Regions from separate parts of the Mus musculus genome. Here region 2 is linked to region 1. A link is a contact called in public promoter capture Hi-C data. All regions are on one chromosome and are shown on one strand. The core of a region is the stretch at or near the end of the contact, and the rest is flanking DNA. Distances in the headings are between cores, read along the strand shown.

Evidence for each region. Capture Hi-C pulls out chosen DNA fragments and counts their contacts.
Region 2: a promoter capture Hi-C map of liver shows a contact between it and region 1. The contact joins the promoter of Lilra6 here to the promoter of Prpf31 in region 1. A contact is called at or near these places in 1 of 39 promoter capture datasets (neutrophils), 1 of 484 Hi-C or Micro-C datasets (bone marrow-derived macrophages), 6 of 115 datasets of contacts at active chromatin or transcription factors (bone marrow-derived macrophages, embryonic stem cells, large pre-B cells and 1 more) and 1 of 9 other capture datasets (liver).

The regions. Positions count from the first base shown.
Region 1 is chr7:3,628,284-3,631,354 of GRCm38.p6, reverse strand. It overlaps Prpf31 (pre-mRNA processing factor 31), which reads right to left and starts at 1,370. Exons shown (of 14, transcript NM_027328.4): 1 at 1,299-1,370; 2 at 613-797; 3 at 450-510. The coding sequence starts at 789. Tfpt (TCF3 (E2A) fusion partner) reads left to right here and starts at 1,426. Exons shown (of 6, transcript NM_001290381.1): 1 at 1,426-1,803; 2 at 2,269-2,527. The coding sequence starts at 1,781. It overlaps Gm15927 (a long non-coding RNA gene), which reads left to right. Exons shown (of 6, transcript XR_003946711.1): 6 at 1-284.
Region 2 is chr7:3,914,249-3,916,975 of GRCm38.p6, reverse strand. Lilra6 (leukocyte immunoglobulin-like receptor, subfamily A (with TM domain), member 6) reads left to right here and starts at 1,475. Exons shown (of 9, transcript NM_011090.2): 1 at 1,475-1,534; 2 at 1,689-1,724; 3 at 1,903-2,187; 4 at 2,337-2,642. The coding sequence starts at 1,501.

The DNA.
Region 1 (3,071 bases), core at 121-2,620:
ATGTGCATAATATATATATAATGCCCATGGAGAGCAGAAGATGTCAGATCACCAAGAACTGGAGTTACAGATAGTTATGACCCATGTGGATGCTAAGAACTAAACCCAAGACCTCTGGAAGAGCAGCAGATACTCTTAACTATCTCTCCAACTCCATGAATGTACCTATTTCTGAGACAGGGTTTTACCCAGGCTGACTCTGACCAGACTGGACTTGAACTCATTCATGTACCTGCTGCCTCAGTCTCCTAAGTGGTGAGATATAAACACATATCATGTCTGGGTACAATGCAGTATGTTTTCAGAGGGTCAGTAACTGGATTTAAAAAAAAAAAGAAGAATGAATGCTCTGAGGAAAGCTGAGGAGGGAGACACTTGGTGATAAAACCATAAGGAGCAAGAGAGTCGGGGAGTCAGAATGGGCAGAGGAAAGTGAGGGTGGGAGGCACCTTCCGACACGTTGGCTTGCTTGCTGATATACTCCTCAATCTTCATCATGATCTCAGCAAACTGATGAGGAAGGAGAGCACAGTCAGAAACTAGGCCTCTCAGAAAGAACTGCTCTCCGGCCACTCCTCCCTAGGAACGCTGACTTAAAGGGTGCCACCTCACCATCTTGCTGTCCCATAGCTTGGCAATGCTCTTGACTGAATCTCCAGAAAGATCCAGCTGGGTCTCCTCCTGTACATCCTCAATTGCTGGCTCCTCCTCCTCTTCTCCATAGCTTCCTCCTTCCTCTTCTTCTGCTGCCTCCTCGAGGTCAGCCAAGAGCTCATCAGCCAGAGACATCCCAAGGCCTATGGGAAAGGGAGAATGGGGTTCCCTAATACTGCATCTTGACCCTGTCCACTCATATCACCAGAAGGAGCACCTTCTCCCGGATCCCCTTAAGTTTCTTCTTCATCAGCTCCTGTAGCCGCACGCAGGCTCCACAGCTTGCTTAGTTCACGGAGGTTGTCTCCTGTTCCTACCCACACAGAACACAGCACATCCCTCCAGGTACCACCTGACCTGGCAACTTTTCCCCACACCTCTGGGTCTTTGAGCAACTATTCATCTTTGCCTAACCCGGCTCTTTGCTCCCTCACCCTGCCTTCAGTTCTTTCATTCCACCCGTCTGGCCCACGTGCCATATTTCAGCCTAAAGTTATGCTGTGATCCACTCACGTCTTGAATATTAGTTCTAAGGCGCTCCATACGTTTAATATTATTATTTATACTATGATTTAAGTCGCCCGCTACACTTTCTCCTCCAGTAGCTTGGCTTCCGGCCATCCCTTCTTCTCCATCACACTCACCGCTTCGATCCTCTCACAATCGTTTCCAAGAAATCTGCTTCCCCAGAGCTTCGGCTCTCTTTGATGACGTTTACTTGCCGCCGATAAATCTGTGTTTTGATTGGCCGTTTACGACATTTCCGGCAGCGTTTGGACAACAACTTTATTAGCAGCCGCCTCGCGGGACGGCGACCGGGAGTGCTGGGTTCTAGGGCTAGGGGAAGTCGTACGTCGCCGTGGATTGAGCCTGCTAAACAGAGATTCGCTTTGGCTAGTCGACACTGCGACAAGACAGGAGTAAAGAAGGTGACAACGTGGACGATCGGTGCAGGCGCTAGAGGATAAACCGAAGGCTTCAAGCCGCAATTTGGAGTCGGGTGCAAACGAAGGCAGAGTAGGAAACTTTAATTCCCAGTTTTCCTGTGTCGCAAGGCCTGATGGGAGAGGTAGTTTTGCGCAAGACTCCACCTCTCTGAGGCTTGAGGTGTCTCTTGACCAGAGAAATGGAGTTGGAACAGAGAGAGGGGTGAGTAGCTGAGCTTTGTGTAAACGGGGACTCCAAAAACAGCAACGATCGGCTGTAGTGCTCTCAGGGACGATGGGGAAGTTCGTGCAGTTGCTTTCTTTTCGAATCTCTGTGGGAGAACCGGAGGCAGTACTGGAGCATCGTAGGGGAGATTTGGAATTTGCTGTTCTTATGGATCTGAGAGCAAGGAGATTGGAGTGTGGGCTCCAAAGTCTGAGGGAGGAGGCTAGGGTCTGATTCCTCATTGTTAGGGACGAGGACTGGGGCCTGGATCCCTGGCAGTGACCAAGAAGGGCTAGGGTCTGGGCTTCTTGGTAGGAGGGAGGAGGGCTAGAGTCTGGGCTGCTGGGTGTGATGGAGGAGAGGGCTAGGATCTGGGCTCCAGGCTGGGGCCTGGACCTAAGTCCCCCTGGGAGGGACTTGGAGAGCCAGAATATAGGCTCCTAAAACTTCTTGGCCCTACAGGACCATGGCAGCCGTGGGCTTTGAAGAGTTCTCAGCGCCACCAGGCTCAGAGCTGGCTCTGCCTCCCCTGTTTGGTGGCCACATCCTAGAAAGTGAGCTAGAGACAGAAGTGGAATTTGTGTCCGGTGGTCTGGGTGATTCAGGACTCCGGGAGCGAGATGAAGAGGAAGAGGCAGCCCGGGGTCGAAGGCGTCGCCAGCGGGAACTAAATCGTAGAAAGTACCAGGCACTAGGTCGGCGCTGCCGGGAGATCGAGCAGGTAGGTAAGTGTGGATTCCCATTTGGGGGTCCTCTCGCCAGAACTGCCGCCTCGCTGCCGATGCCAACACCACCCCCTCCTCATACCGCCTCCTCCTCCTCCTCATGTCCTTCTTTTTCCCTTTCCTTTTGTACTTGAACAAGTGAACAGATCCATGTGGGTCTAAGTCTGTGCCAGGCACCCTAAGTAGTCTCTTCCAGAATATTTATATTCATTACTTTTCTTGTTGTGACCTGGGAAAAGCAACTTGGGGAAAGGCTTACATTGACTTGGAGTTTAAGGATCTGTGGCGGCAGAGAAGACACAGTGTCAGGGGCATGAGACAGTTGGTGATGTTGCATCCATAGGCAGGAAGCAGAGAGATGGAGAGATGACTACTGGCACTCAGCTTGACTTTCCCTTTTTATTCAGTTTATTCCAGCCCATGATATGGTGCTGCCCACATTTAGAGTAGATCTTCCTACCTCAATTAACCCACATGCCAAAGACATGCATAGGGTCTTGTCTCTTAGGTGATTTTTAGATCTTGTCAAGTTGAAAAATC
Region 2 (2,727 bases), core at 226-2,725, 290 kb before region 1:
TACTTGATCTTTGACAAAGGAACTAAAACCATCCAGGGGAAAAAAGACAGCATTTTTAACAAATGGTTCTGGTTCAACTCACAGTCTGCAGGTAGAAGAATGCAGATCGATCCATTTTTATCTCCTTGTACGAAGCTCAAGTCCAAGTGAATCAAGGACCAGATATGCTGAATCTAATATAATATATATTACATATATTATATTAATATAATATATTATTAATTATATTATTAATATATTATATATAATATACATATATTATTATATATAATTATATAATATATACTATATAATATATATTATATTAATAATTAATTATATTATTAGCGTGTGATCAAATGCTTCTTCACATGGTAGAAAAGCAAGAAAAGTTGTGTAGTGGTTATTCCTGGTTGTCAACTTGACTATATTTGGAATGAACTACAATCCAGAATTGGAAGGCTCACCAGTGACCCTTATCTGAATATATTAATATAATATATATATTAGATTATAACATAATCTAATATCAGAAAACATGTGGAAGAGCCTCAAATTCATAGGCTGGCATGACCACCCAGTTCTCCCAGGGTCTAGACCACCAACTAAGGAGTGTACCTGGAGGAATCCATGGCTCAAGATACACATGTAGCAGAGAATGGACTCTCTCACAGCAATGGGAGGGAAGACTACATTGATGCCCCATAGTAGGGGGATGTTTGAGCAGTGGGCGAGAGTGTGGAGGGGTGAGGGCACTCTCATAGAGGCAAAAAGAATGGGGAGGCCATATGTAGGATGGGGAGTTGGTGGAGGGAACACCAGGAAGTGGGATATCATTTGAGATATAAACAAATGGAATGATTAATTTAAAAAAAGAATTATGGTCATATTTGTACACCTACAACCTGTATCCCAAGAAACTTAAATAAACCTGCACCTGTGTGGACCAGTAACCCCATGACAAGATAACTTGTTGAAAGAGCAGAATGACTTAGGAAAACGATGATGGTAAGTGATGAGACACTGATATAGCTCAGTACATAAGTGTCTGCTACCAAAATAAGACCTGATCCTGTTGACAGGATCCACACTGGACAAGGAAAACTGATTGCTGAAGTTGTATTCTGACCTCCATACACGTGCTTTGACACACATGCATGTGTATATACAAACAACATAGAGACAATAAAACACTAAAAAAATGAAAAAATGTTCACACATGTTTGCTACAATATGGCCATGACAGTAATGTGCATAGGTGAGGCAGACACTGGTGGGATGAGGAATCGCCATCTGTGTAAGACCTAATGGCAGAGGGTCTACTGCCTGGCCTAGTCACACCATTGAGGAAGTCAGAGCACGGTCCTGAGGAGGGCAGTTCCTCTTTCTGTGGGGTTGCTGATATATGACATTGTCATGGGGACTGCCCTGCCTCCAGTGCCACACCCTGTACACAATCCCTTCAGAAAGGCTCTGTAGCTCTGGCCTCAAGCACAGTTGCAGCCACTGAGGGGAGATGCCATGTCCTGCACCTTCACAGCCCTGCTCTGTCTTGGTGAGATGTGAAGAAGGGGAGGGGAAACTGAGGTCTGGAAATGATCATGGCCTGTAGACCAGCACTCACCCAAGAGGAAATGCCAGGGTCTGAGATGTTTCTACAGACTTGCTCAGCCTTAGGGACAAATCTCTTACAAAGAACTCTCTTCCAGGACTGACTCTGAGGCTCTGGATCCCAGTGCTGACAGGTGAGTGTGTCTGCAGCTGACCTGAAATGCTCTTCTCTTCAGATCCAGGAGCCATGCCTGGGCTGTGATGGTGGAAAACACCACCTGTGTGAGTCTGTGGGTGGCGGGAAGGTCATGAGGTTAAGGACTTCAATCTGAGTGTGTTTGTCCTGAGTCCTAGTTGCTCTGTTACTTGCAGGGTCCCTCCCTAAGCCTATCCTCAGAGTACAGCCAGACTCTGTGGTCCAAGTGTGGACTAAGGTGACCTTCTTGTGTGAAGAGACAATTGGAGCCAATGAGTACCGCCTCTATAAAGATGGAAAGCTATATAAAACCGTAACAAAGAACAAACAGAAGCCAGCAAACAAGGCTGAATTCTCATTCTCAAATGTACACCTGAGAAATGCAGGTCAATATCGATGTTCCTACAACACCCAGGATGAATCATCAGGCTACAGTGACCCCCTGGTGCTAGTAGTGACAGGTGAGAGACACACAGGATCCTAGGCCTCAGGTTATAACTGTCCAGACTTGGCTCTGTTAACAGGAATGCCCACCCTCACTGTGGGAACCTCAGAGCCAAGGAGAATAATGAGGCTTGGGGATATTTAACTGACTCCTCCTTCTCTCCAGGACACTACTGGACACCCAGCCTTTCAGCCCAGGCCAGCCCTGTGGTAACTTCAGGAGGGTATGTCACTCTCCAGTGTGAGTCTTCGCAGAGCTATCACAGGTTCATTTTAACTGTAGAAGGACAGCAGAAGGTCTCATGGACACAAGACTCACAGTATAACATCTCTACAGGGAAGTACCACGCCCTGTTCTCTGTGGGCCCTGTGACCCCCAACCAGAGATGGATATGCAGATGCTACAGTTATGACAGGAACAGACCATATGTGTGGTCACCTCCAAGTGAATCCGTGGAGCTCCTGGTCTCAGGTGAGGAACCTCAGCCTTCCATAGAATGATATTGAAATCATACAGGTTTCAGAGACCACTTGATGTGCGGTGTATGTGGGGATCC